Regions from separate parts of the Oryctolagus cuniculus genome. Here region 1 is linked to region 2. A link is a contact called in public Hi-C data. All regions are on one chromosome and are shown on one strand. The core of a region is the stretch at or near the end of the contact, and the rest is flanking DNA. Distances in the headings are between cores, read along the strand shown. Region 1 holds the start of SCAI (suppressor of cancer cell invasion). Region 2 overlaps SCAI (suppressor of cancer cell invasion).

Evidence for each region. A called contact is a pair of places that touch in the nucleus more often than the background predicts.
Region 1: a contact with region 2 is called in a Hi-C map of an unstated tissue, with 2.0 times the contacts expected there. The contact joins the promoter of SCAI here to the enhancer-like site in region 2. A contact is called at or near these places in 2 of 6 Hi-C or Micro-C datasets (ear pinna and an unstated tissue).

Annotation. Positions count from the first base shown.
Region 1 is chr1:228,960,630-228,966,736 of mOryCun1.1, reverse strand. SCAI (suppressor of cancer cell invasion) reads left to right here and starts at 2,358. Exons shown (of 16, transcript XM_070056861.1): 1 at 2,358-2,553; 2 at 3,112-3,156. The coding sequence starts at 2,501.
Region 2 is chr1:228,875,180-228,880,898 of mOryCun1.1, reverse strand. The region is part of intron 3 of SCAI (suppressor of cancer cell invasion); the gene reads left to right. Among named protein-coding and RNA genes, the nearest start is that of GOLGA1, 81 kb to the right of the region's middle. Within about 2 kb of position 3,293, at least 1 of the 8 cell types and tissues checked has an H3K27ac peak or open chromatin away from gene starts, as enhancers often do.

The sequences.
Region 1 (6,107 bases), core at 1,109-3,608, 87 kb before region 2:
CAGAGTGCATTTGGCCATTGCCACATATGCCCTATTTTGTGATATCCTTTCTGTGGACATGTGAATATCTTTTTTTTTTTTTTTTTTTTTTTTTTTTTTTTTTAACCCCAAGTAAGAAAACAGGCTTAGAGATGCTAGGTAACTAGCTCCAGGTTGCACAGGGGAGCTGGAATTTGAACCCTGTAGGGCACACCAGAGTACATTGTAAACTATTGCTATCTTAAGTTGTCTTGGTTACTGTAGTTCTGTGATCCTGAGCAAGCTGGGTTCTCTGAATCTTGTTTCCACACACAAAGAGCTCAGTTCCTGACCCAAAGCTGCCGTTTATTGAGTGTTCATGCTCATGCAACATTTGCTGCTTCAGTGTAGTTAGGAAGTAATAATCCGAGATAATATGTAATTGCTACTATATTGTGGTTTTTTTAATTTTTAAACTTAATTGGGAACAAAATTTTAAAAATTTATTGGGAAGGCAGAGAGAGATTGTACTGTTTCACTTCCCAAATGAAGGCAACAGCCAGAGGTTGAACCAGGCCAAAGCCAGGAGACCCCAGAACTCAGTCTGAGTCTCCCTTGTGGGTGGTGGGGATCCAAACACTTGGGCCAGTACTGGTTGCTCCCAAGCTGTGTGTAAGCAGGACGGTGGAGTTAGAAGCAGAGGCAGGACTCATACCTACGCACTCTGATATGGAGTGTAGTCCCAATTGGCATCTTCAACTTGCCAAGCAGCTGTCCGTCTTGCAGCTTTTTAAATTACAATTCATTGTGGAAGGAAATGTTAAATGGGAGATGGGATAACTGGGGAGGATTAAAAAGAGGGAGTGTAAATTTAATATGGGCTGGAATAATGGGTTGTATGTATCTTACAGAGTAAGAACACAGAAGCAGAGGTTACCAGAACTTGGACACATCACGAGGATAACACTTGAGGGTATTCAGTGGGAGGACGAATAGCTTCGGAGAGTTGGCCAATGACAGAAGATGTTGAAGAGCAGGCAGAGAATTTTAATATCTTACGAGCCTCCCCATTGGTTGACAAATTATCCTGGACTTCTCTCTCTGTGGCTTGATAATATAGGTAGAAACACTTGTTTGGGGTGGGGGTTGAAGCAAACAGTGTCATAAAATTAATTTGGGGGACCAATGGAGATTCAGCAACATTTTTCCTTATCAAAGCTGTGTAAGTGGTCCCAGCACAGTTTGCCATCAGTATTTGTAAGAGGAAGGCCATGTTACTATCAGACACAAAAATAACCATCTCAAATAAAGGGCAGCCTTTTTGTGGAAAAATATCCTAATTTTTTGCCATTTATGGATATATGAAAGATTTATCCCTTGGCTGTTGATGTGTATTCTAGGCATTCACATCAGAAAAAATATTTTCTAATGGTAATGTCTTAGGAGAAACTCAGGCTGCCTCCCAGACCCAAATAGATGATGAGAACCTACCAATGAAAAACCGTATTCAGGAATAGGGCTGTTGAGAGGCTTCACCACCTTAGAGAATTTGCTGATATCTTAGCTGTGCCTTATACTTACAAGGCTAGCCTTGTTAAAGTAGAAAAAGGTAGCTAGTACTGTGCTTATGTATTGGTAATTTTGCATGAAATTTATTTTAAAATTAACTAGAACTTAACCATTATCTGTAGTGTCACAGGATGGTTAGCACACACCCAGGCATCAATTTTGTTTTGGCCTTCCAAAATGAGACATGTTGCTTTTAATTATGGCATCAATTCTGTTTGCAGTGTTGATTTTTAATTCATGATGATTTAAAAAAAAAAAAAATCTTGCATTCTTCAAAGCCTGCACCCAAACTGGGGATCTCTCCTGCGGAGGACTGAGCATCCAAACTGCTTTATTTTGGTGGATTCTTACAGCTTTATGTCTGAATCTTCTATGAGGGTTAGCTGTGAGCTGCGAGACCATTTCAGCAAGCTGTAGAGACAAGAGACCGCATTTGAGGTGGTTCAAAAAGAAAGCTCGTTTGGGAGAAGTGCCTCACTGTCGCACCTGTCAGAGGAATTTTTGGAAACTGCATTGCTTGACTTTTGGTCCTGGCGTGGTGCAGAGGTGGGAGGCGCTAGCAGGTGTGTGGGATGAATGACGCAGAGCCCCCCAAAGAACCTGCGGGCAGGTGTTTTGCGCCAGACTTGCAGATCCTACTTTCCGGCGCACGGTGGCGCTCAGGTCTTCTCCGGTCCCGCTAGCAGCCTCTAAGGCACCTCTGCTGCCACCTGCAGTCTCAACCAAACCTGTGGGTAGGCGGCGCGGAATGTGACAGCTCTAGCGCCCAATCGGCTGCGAGGCTTTCGGCCACACTAAAGCCCCAGCCAATGGGAGCCGAGGAGAGGCGCGGAGGAGGCGGGCCCTGCGGCAAGTCTGGCAGAGGCGCGAGGCCCTCCTCCCGCCTCTCCGCCTACTCCAGCCTCCGCCGCCTCAGCTTGCCGAGCGAGCCCTGCGGCCGCCGGAGCATCTCCCGCGGCGGAGCCGGAGCCGGATGGTCAGAGGAGCCCGGCAGCCCCAGCAGCCGCGGAGTCGCCTGGCCCCAAGGTGGGGCGGGAGCCGGGCGGAGGCCGGGGTTGGGGATCGGGCGGGGGCGAGGGCGCGGGCCCAGGGGCAGCGACTCGGGGCGCCGACACCGGAGGGCTGGGGGCGCCGAGGGCCGGGGGCGCGGGCTGAGCGGCGATCGCATCCTGGAGGCCGGGCGAGGGGCGTGCGGAGGAACGGGCGCCGAGAGCTGCGGCTGGTGGCGCGGGGCCGGGAAGGGCAGGGCGCGCGCCCCGCGGAGGGGCCGTGGAATGCGGGGGGCGCGGGGCCTGGAGGGGCGGGGCCCGGAGGGGCCGTGCACGGGCGGGAGGGGGTGGGCGCGGGAGAGCGGAGGCTGGGGGGATTGCGGGGGTGACGCGGCAGACAATGAGGCGGTGGAGGCGGCTGGTTTGGGGGAGCTGGGCTGTGACGAACAGAGGCTGGGGATGGGGTGACGGACCCGGAGGCTGCGCGGGCGCTGGGGGGACGGGGCGTTCGTCGGGTCGGGTCCCGGCGGGTGCAGGGCCCAGCTCGGCTCTTGGACGGGAGTTGGAGTTACCGTCTTATTTGTTTGCTCTGTAGACTGACTGGCACAGTGGAGAAACCACCTCGGAAACGGAAAAGCAGGTAAGGCGAGAGCGCCTTCCTCTGTGGCTTCGTGTGTCCCTGGTCGCTTGGCCGCACCTGTGCCGTCCTGCATGCTTGCACAGTCAGTGGATGAAGTTTTCTATTTGGCCCGCAAGGTTTTTCTTTTGAGGACTTAAAATTGCTGCCTCTACACTTTTTTTTCCTGCCTAGAATAAGGTGGGAAACATGGAGAATTGAGAAATCCTATTTTTATTTATTTTTTTTACTTTAGTCATAATTTCAACTTCTGGGACAGGTGTTTGGCATACAGTGAAGACATCCACACCCCCTTGTCAGAGTGCATGGGTTTGAGTCCTGGTTCTGCTTCCGCTCCAGCCACCTGCGATTGCACAGCCTGGGAGGCAGCGGGGGATGGCTACAGAGTGTGTGTCCTCGGCACCCATGTGAGAGACCCAGACTTAAGGGCTTTGTCCTGGCCCAGCTCTGGCTGTTGCAGGCATTGGAATGATCTCTCTTTCTCCCAGCCTTCTGCCTAAATAAAAATGAAAAAAAATTAAAAAGCCAAGATCATATATCATATAGCGTATTCTGAAAAAATTTTCCACTTCTCCATCATGTTTGAAAAGCTGGTGTTTATGTGCCAGATACTATGTGCAAGTCATTATATGTACTTCCTGTAATCCTCAAAGCATTGCGAGTGTGCAGTGTATTGTGTCACCCAGGGACTGAGGCCTAAGATGTCAGTATTTGGCCAAGATCACACATTTAATACATGTTAGAACCAGGGTTTGAATCCAGTCTGACTCCAGAGCTTAAGCTATTATCCGTCATACCGTCATGCCTCTAATATATATACCATTAAAAATAGTTTTTTGTTTTTTTTGACAGGCAGAGTTAGAAAGTGAGAGAGACAGAAAGGTCTTCCTTCTGTTGGTTCACCCCCCAAATGGCTGCTACAGCCAGCACACTGTGCTGATCTGAAGCCAGGAGCCAGGTGCTTCCTCCTGGTCTCCCATGCGGGTGCAGGGCCCAAGCACTTGGGCCATCTTCCACTGCCTTCCCGGACCACAGCAGAGAGCTGGACTGGAAGAGGAGCAACTGGGACTAGAACCCGGGGTGCTGGCATCGCAGGCGGAGGATTAGCCAAGTGAGCTGGGGCGCCAGCCTAAAAATAGGTTTTTAATTGCTCTATATGTTTCCACTGTCCGTCGACCATAACAAACTCACATGGAAAAATAGAAAAACTGGAAACAGAGGGCTTAAGTGCACTGCACTGAATTATCCTTTAGTAGTGAAGAAGAGGATTTATTCCACACATTTTTGTAGAATTATTTGTCTGCGAGTCAGAGATCCCGTCTGCTGGTTCACGCTCCAGCTTGGAGTCTGCGGGCAGGTGACAGGATCCCTGTTACCTGAGCCATCAACTGCCACCCCTAGGGCTGCACTAGGAGGAAGCTGGCGTCCGAGCCAAAACACCCGATCTCGGGCTGGCATCTTTCTTTTTCTTTTTAACATTTATTTATTTATTTGAAAGAGTTACACACACACACACACAGAGAGAGAGAGAGAGAGAGACAGGTCTTCTATCCGCTGGTTCACTCCACAATTGGCTGCAACAGCTGGAGCTGGGCTGATTCAAAGCCAGGAGCCAGGAGTTTCTTCCGAATCTCCCACGTGGGTGCAGGGGCCCAAGCACTGGGCCATCTTCCACTGCTTTCCCAGGCCACAGCAGAGAGCTGGATCAGAAGTAGAGCAGCCGGGAGTTGAACAAGCGCCCATATGGGATGGTAAAGCCACTGCAGGCAGCGGCTTTACCTGCTGTGCCACAGCGGGGGCTGGCATCTTAACTGGGAGGCTAACCACTCACTTCCATCTATAAATGCTTATAAGTCTAAACATATACCAAATATTTCTGATGAAGATTTAGATTCTGAAATAAGTACAAAACACATGCTAAATTTCAAGTTATTACAAAAAAAGAATGTAAAATTTCTCATTACTGGAGTGGGCAGTGGATTACGCTGCCACTCGGGACAGCTGCTTCTCATCCAGCTTCTTACTAATGTACCTAGGAGGGTAACAGATGGTGGCCCGAGAACTTGGGACCCCGCTGCCTATGTGGGAGACCTGGATGGAGTTCTGTGCTCCTGGCTTTGACCTGGCCTCGCCCTGGCTGTTGGGGTATTTGGGGAGTGGACCAGTGGATAGAATATCTATCTACCTCCCTCTCTCTCACCCTGCCCTGCCCTCCCTTCCCTTTCCTTCTATGTCATTCTGCCTTTCAAATGTTTTTTTTTAATTCCTCATTAATAATTTTATGTTAATTATATAGTGAAGTAATATTTTATGTGTATTCGATTAAATGAAGCTACTACCACACTTATTTTTCCTTGTTTCTTTTTATTTTTCCTAATATAGCTATCAGAAAATAAAAAGCATTGCTTATGTGGTTTGCATTGTATTTTGGACAGCTGTGGTTTACCTCTCGTTATCCCACCACCAGACCCTTAGAGTAGCTGCCTGACCCGCGTCCCTGTCCCCATCCTGTGTGGTCCATTCAAGCTGACCTAGTCATCCTCACGCGGAGGATCCTCTGTGGTTCCACGTGGCCTGTTGGACCTAATTCAGACTGTTTTAGCCTAATCATGTAAAAGGACCGCCTTTATTTCACCTGCACCTACCTTTCCAGCCACGGAGATGCCACTTACAGACCCATTAGCTGTCTAGTTGCTGTGATTTTACTTTCAGATGACGACTTCGAGATGAGTAAATTGCGCTAAGTGACCCTGCTTCGCATGCCGTTCCCAGAACTTACGTTCTTTCCGTGCTTTGGTTCTTATTGACGTGAATTCTTTCTTCCTGGAATACTTCTCCTTCCCAGGCTCCTTCCCTTAAACCTGGGCTCAGACGTCACGTCCCCAGTGCAGGCTTTCCCCACCCTCCTTCCCCTTCCTCTGCTCTACCTCCTTCCCTTGGGAGACTGTGCATAC
Region 2 (5,719 bases), core at 2,044-4,543:
ACTTCATACCTAAAGTTTCTTTAGCTTAGATCTAGTCTGAACAAATTCTTGCTATAGGTAAAATGCTCAGGGTGGGGGAGGGCATTCGGCTAGGATGCCCACGTTCCACGTGGGAGCACCTCAGTGCCATACTTGGCCCGGAGGCAGGAGCTTCTTGCAGGTCTCCCACATGGGGTACAGGGCCCAGGCACTCGGGCCATCCTCCACTGCCTTCCCAGGTGCATCAACAGGCAGCTGGATCAGAAGTGGAGCAGCTGGGACTCGAACCTGCCCCAACATGGGATGTCCGCACTGTAGGCAGCGGCTTTACCTGCTATGCCACAGCACTAGCCCTTCTTTTATCTTTTATAATTGTGTTTTATATACCTTGGTGTGGAAATGTACTGGCCAGGTTTACTTTTTTTTTTTTTTTTTTTTTTTTTTACAGGCAGAGTGGACAGGGAGAGAGAGAGACAGAGAGAAAGGTCTTCCTTTGCCGTTGGTTCACCCTCCAATGGCCGCCGCGGCCGGCACACCACGCTGTTCCGATGGCAGGAGCCAGGTGCTTCTCCTGGTCTCCTATGGGGTGCAGGGCCCAAGCACTTGGGCCATCCTCCACTGCCTTCCCGGGCCACAGCAGAGAGCTAGCCTGGAAGAGGGGCAACCGGGACAGAATCCGGCGCCCCGACCTGGACTAGAACCCGGTGTGCTGGCGCCGCGAGGCGGAGGATTAGCCTAGTGAGCCGTGGCGCCGGCCCCAGGTTTACTTTTAAAGGAGTAAATTTGTCTTTTAAAAAACATATTTCCAGTTAAAAAGGTGATACAAAGTTGTCAAATGACTTTTCAGTGGCTTTCCTATCTTAAAGCTGCCCTTTCAGTCTCTCATCCCTATAGTCATTTAATTTTCTTTATAATACGTATCATTTTTCATATTATTTAATGTTTTTACCTGTTATACTTCCTTCATTAAAATGAAATATCCCTATGTGTAACTTGCGGATATCATGATCTACCTGGAAATCAGGGATTCCTTCCCAATGCAGAGTAGGATCTTCTTCATACGCTGTTTTAAAATCTGATGATCTTCCTGTCACCTGGAAGAGTGGGAAAGAAATTCACCAAGGATTTATTTTCATTGTTTTGTATGAATGACCTTTTTTCGATTTAAATAAGCCTTAATTCCTTTTAAAAATGTTTATTTTATTTATTTATTTATTTTATTTGAAAAGCAGAGAGACACACAGATTTACCATCCTCTGGTTCATTCCCCAAATGTCTGCAAGAGTCGGGGCCAGGTCATACCAAAACCAGGAGCTCAGATCTCCATTCAGGTGGCAGGGGCCTAACTACTTGAGCCATTACTTGCTGCCTCCCAAAGTGTGCATTAGCAGGAAGCAGAGCCAGGACTTGAACCTAGGCACTCCAACATGAGATATGTGCATCCTAATCAACATCTTAACTGCCATGCCAAATGCCTGTACTTATTAATTAATGCCTTAATTATTTCTAATAGCTACAACCAAAAATAGATGTTGCTAGGGAACACTATGTTGGATAACATAGATCTGTGGTTTACTGAGAGGTCAGTACTTTGGCTCTGTCATTCTTTTCATTTTTCAAAAAGCTATTTGAGAGGCAGAGAGACAGACAGTGACAGATCTCCCATCTGCTTACTCAACACTGAAATGCCTGTGATGGCCAGGGCTGGGCCAAGGACAGGAACTCAGTCTGGGTCTCCCAGGTGGGTGCCAGGAACCCAGCTACATGAGCCATCATCCCTACGTTGGTGGGAAGCAGGGGTCAAGAGCTGGAGCCGGAATGGAACCCAGACACTCCTGTGTGGGATGAGGGCATCTTAACCAGCAGCAGAAACCCACCCCTGATTCTTGTCATCTTTAAAGAAAATCCGATGTCTCTGTTTTAATCATGCTATGTGACTCCATACCTGTATAACTAGAACTTCTAGCAAAGAACTATTAAAAGATTTTGGTAGAGGTAGAAATGAAAAGTTGTCCGTGGCATTTGACTAAATGAGAAATAAAAAGCAAATTACAAAAATACTGTTTATTACATGATTCTCTCTATAGTGAGTATTTCGTATCACACTTACATCCGTGCTGTAATACCCCTTAGTGGGAACCACTTGCTCATAGTGCCCAAGTTGGCCTCTCTCTTCCAAGGGACTGGTTTTTCCCTCAGTGTTTACTGCGTGAGGCTGTGTGTATTCTCTGTGTTGCTGTATCAGTGAAAACATTCTTTGTTCGATTTTAGACTTTGCTTGGAAAGGGCCCCCTTGATCCACTAGGTCTTTGTTACAACTCCCCTGGGTGGTGGTGGGGGGTGAGTGTGGCACCCTTCTCGACGTTACTCTCCCACTTCTCTCCCTGAAGGAAAGCTCTGGTGGTTGTGGATTAAACACCTCTCTACTTTGAAGCAGTGACACAGGTTTTGTGCGTTGCTTTTGGAATAGTTAAGAGGAGAGGTTGTTATTGCTGCCTCCCCAACCCACAGTGTTGGTGTGAATAAGAACCAGATCACGGTGCTTGTCTGGAGCAGCACCGGGGGTGCTGGGGGTGGGGTGGGGATCCAGCTGGAAGGGTGTAACCCCCCTCCCCAACCCTCGCACACGTGCCTTTCACTGAGAGTCCTCATTCTGCTAGCTTTCCTTTGTGGTTTCTTGTTCACACTTCATCTCATACACTGGATATCAAACTTATTACCTAAGATAACATACTGAAGAAATGTGCACCTGCCAGATGTGTATTTTTTACAAACTGAACACACTCACGTGGTCTATATCAGATAAAGAAACGGAACACAGCACCCCTGAAGCCCCCCTGTGTTCCCTCTCACACGGACTCCTGAACGCTTTATGAGCGGGGTGAGAAAATGCACTGTGCAGCTCACTGCATGAAAGGCTCGGATCTGCTTAATGTTTCATCCGGGCTGTAATAAATTCTCGTTCCACTCTTGGAGGTCTGTCTTTACACCTCACATTAAGCTGTTCATCAAAATTGTCAGAGCTTTCATTTTCCCAACTGCAAACAGCTTAATGGAGTATTTTTCTTGACTGCAAATTCCTGCTCACAATATATGCATGACAGATTAGCTCTTCTTTCTGTTTACTGTATAAGAGAACAGCCCAGAGAGTAAGAACTGAACAAAATGAATGGCGTCTTGCTTACAATAGTGCTCACGTGTAGCTACAGCTGTAATGAAGGGAGAATATTGTTAGAAAAAGCTTTGAATACCGTCGGAAAATGATCAAAAGCTCAAGTGCTTGCCGGATTCTGGTTACTATGGTGACTGAGACTGCCAGAGAAGAATGGAATACTTGGGATTATGTAAGGCAGCGTCTCAAGACCTGTATTTGGGAGACACAGCTGTGTGTCAGTGATATCCCTAAGTCAGGATGCTTTGCAAAAGAAGAGGCTTTCACGTCAGTAATTGCGTGACTCCAGAGGAGCAAATGCAGAATGAAAACAAGCCTTGGGTGCTATTTAAATATTTCCACCAAAGCATACCACGTGATGGGTCTTAAGTAAAAATAATTTAAAAATTGTTTTTATTAAATATAGTTGTAATACTCAAATTAAGGAAGAAATTATCAATGTCTTTTCTATCAAAATCATAAATCAGTGCTTCCCTTTTTTTTTTAAAGACGTATTGGGGCCAGCGCTGTGGCATAGCAGCTAAAGCTACCACCTGCAGTGCCAGCATCCCATATGGGCACTGGTTCTAGTCTCGGCTGCTCCACTTCCAATCCAGCTCTCTGCTGTGGCCTGGGAAAGCAGTAGAAGATGGCTCAAGTCCTTGGGCCCCTGCACCCACGTGGGAGACCCAGAAGAAGCTCCTGGCTTCCAATCAGTGGCCAGTTGGGGAGTGAACTGGTGGATGGAAGACCTCTCTCTCTGTCTCTGCCTCTCCTTCTTTCTCTATGTAATTCTGCCTTTCAAATTAATAAATAAACCTTTAAAAAGAAGGTTTATTTATTTTACTTGAAAGGCAGAGTTACAGAGAGGGAGAGACAGATCTTCCATCTGCTGGCTGGTTCATTCCTCAAATGGCCACAACACCCAGAGCTGGGCCAGAATGAAGCCAGAAGCCAGGAGTTTCTTCCAGGTCTCCCACGTAGGTGGGTGCAGGGGCCCAGAGACTTGGGCCATCCTCCCTACTTTCCCAGGCCACAAACAGAACTGGATCGCAAGAAAAGCAGCCAGACACAAATTGGCACCCACATGGAATGCCGGTGCTGCAGGTGGCGGCTTTACCTACTGTGCCAGCGGCTGGCCCCAGTCAGTGCTTCCTCTAGACCTATTTTTAGGATGTAGTTGTTCCTAAATAGGAGATGGTAACTGAGAAATTAACAATTTGTCCCACTGTCCCTTTCTTGCCCTCCTTTAGCCTTTGTTTTCTTTCTTCCCTTTCTCTTTCTTCTCATCCTCCCTCTTCAGCAAGTTAATATTCTCCTACAGGCAAAACAGCGACAGTAAACTGCTTGTTATTTCAGAGGTTCTATCCTAACCTGTGCATAAGAGCTGAGGATGTTGGCTTTCATTCTGTGTAACTTGACACCTGAGGAACTGGGCTTGCATTTGAGGTGGACTGCCACCAGGGTGCAGTAGTAACCTTGATTGCAAGGTCTGGGAAAGCACTGACAAATAGACTTTTTAAAAAGATTTATTTATTTATTTATTTATTTGAAAGGCAGAGTTACAGGACGGGGCGGGGGGGAAGAGGAGAGAGACAGGGAGAGAGAGAGAGAGAGAGAGAGAGAGAGAGAGAGATATCTTCCATCCACTGGTTCACTGCCCAGATGACTATTACAGCCAGGGCTTGGCCAGGCCACAGCAAGGAGCCAGGAGCTTCTTCCGGGCCTCCCACGTGGGTGGCAGGGACAAGCACTGGGGTCATCTTCTGAGGCCTTCCCAGGTGCATTCACAGGGAGATGCATTGGAAGTGGAGCAGCTGGCACTTGAACTGGTGCTCATATGCGATGCTGGAACTGCAAGTGGTAGTTTAACCTACTGTACCACAGTGCTGGCCCAACAAATAGACGTTTGATACAACCTACAAATGTGATTTTAAATTTTCTAACCATATTAACACGTGTAAAAAGAAACAATTGAATTTTCTTTTAAAATCTACTTTAAAAAAATTTTTTTTTATTTGACAGATAGTTAGCAAGATAGAGACAGAGAGAAAGGTCTTCTTTACATTGGTTCACCCCCCCCCCCCAAATGGCCACCACAGCCGGAGGTACGCCGATCCGAAGCCAGAAGCCAGGTGCCTCCTCCTGGTCTCCCATAGGGTGCAGGGGCCCAAGCACTTGGGCCATCCTCCACTGCCCTCCCGGACCACAGCAGAGAGCTGGACCGGAAGAGGAACAACTGGGACTAGAACCTGCTGCCCACATGGGATGCCAGCACTGCAGGTGGAGGATTAACCAAGTGAGCCATGGCGCCGGCCCCAAAATCTACTTATTTGTAAGGCATAGTGACAGGGAGGGAGAGAGAAGAGAGCTCTTCTGTCTGCTGGTTTATTCCCCAAATGCCTGTAACATCTGGGGTTGGGTCAGGTGGCAGCCTAGAGACAGAAACTACATCCAGGTTTTACATGAGTGGGTAGCAGAAACCCCAGTGCTTGTGTCATCATCTGCTGCCCTCCAGGGACATTAGCAGAAAGCTGTATTGGATTCAGAGTAGCTAGAACTAGAACTAGCACTTCAGTATGGGGTGTG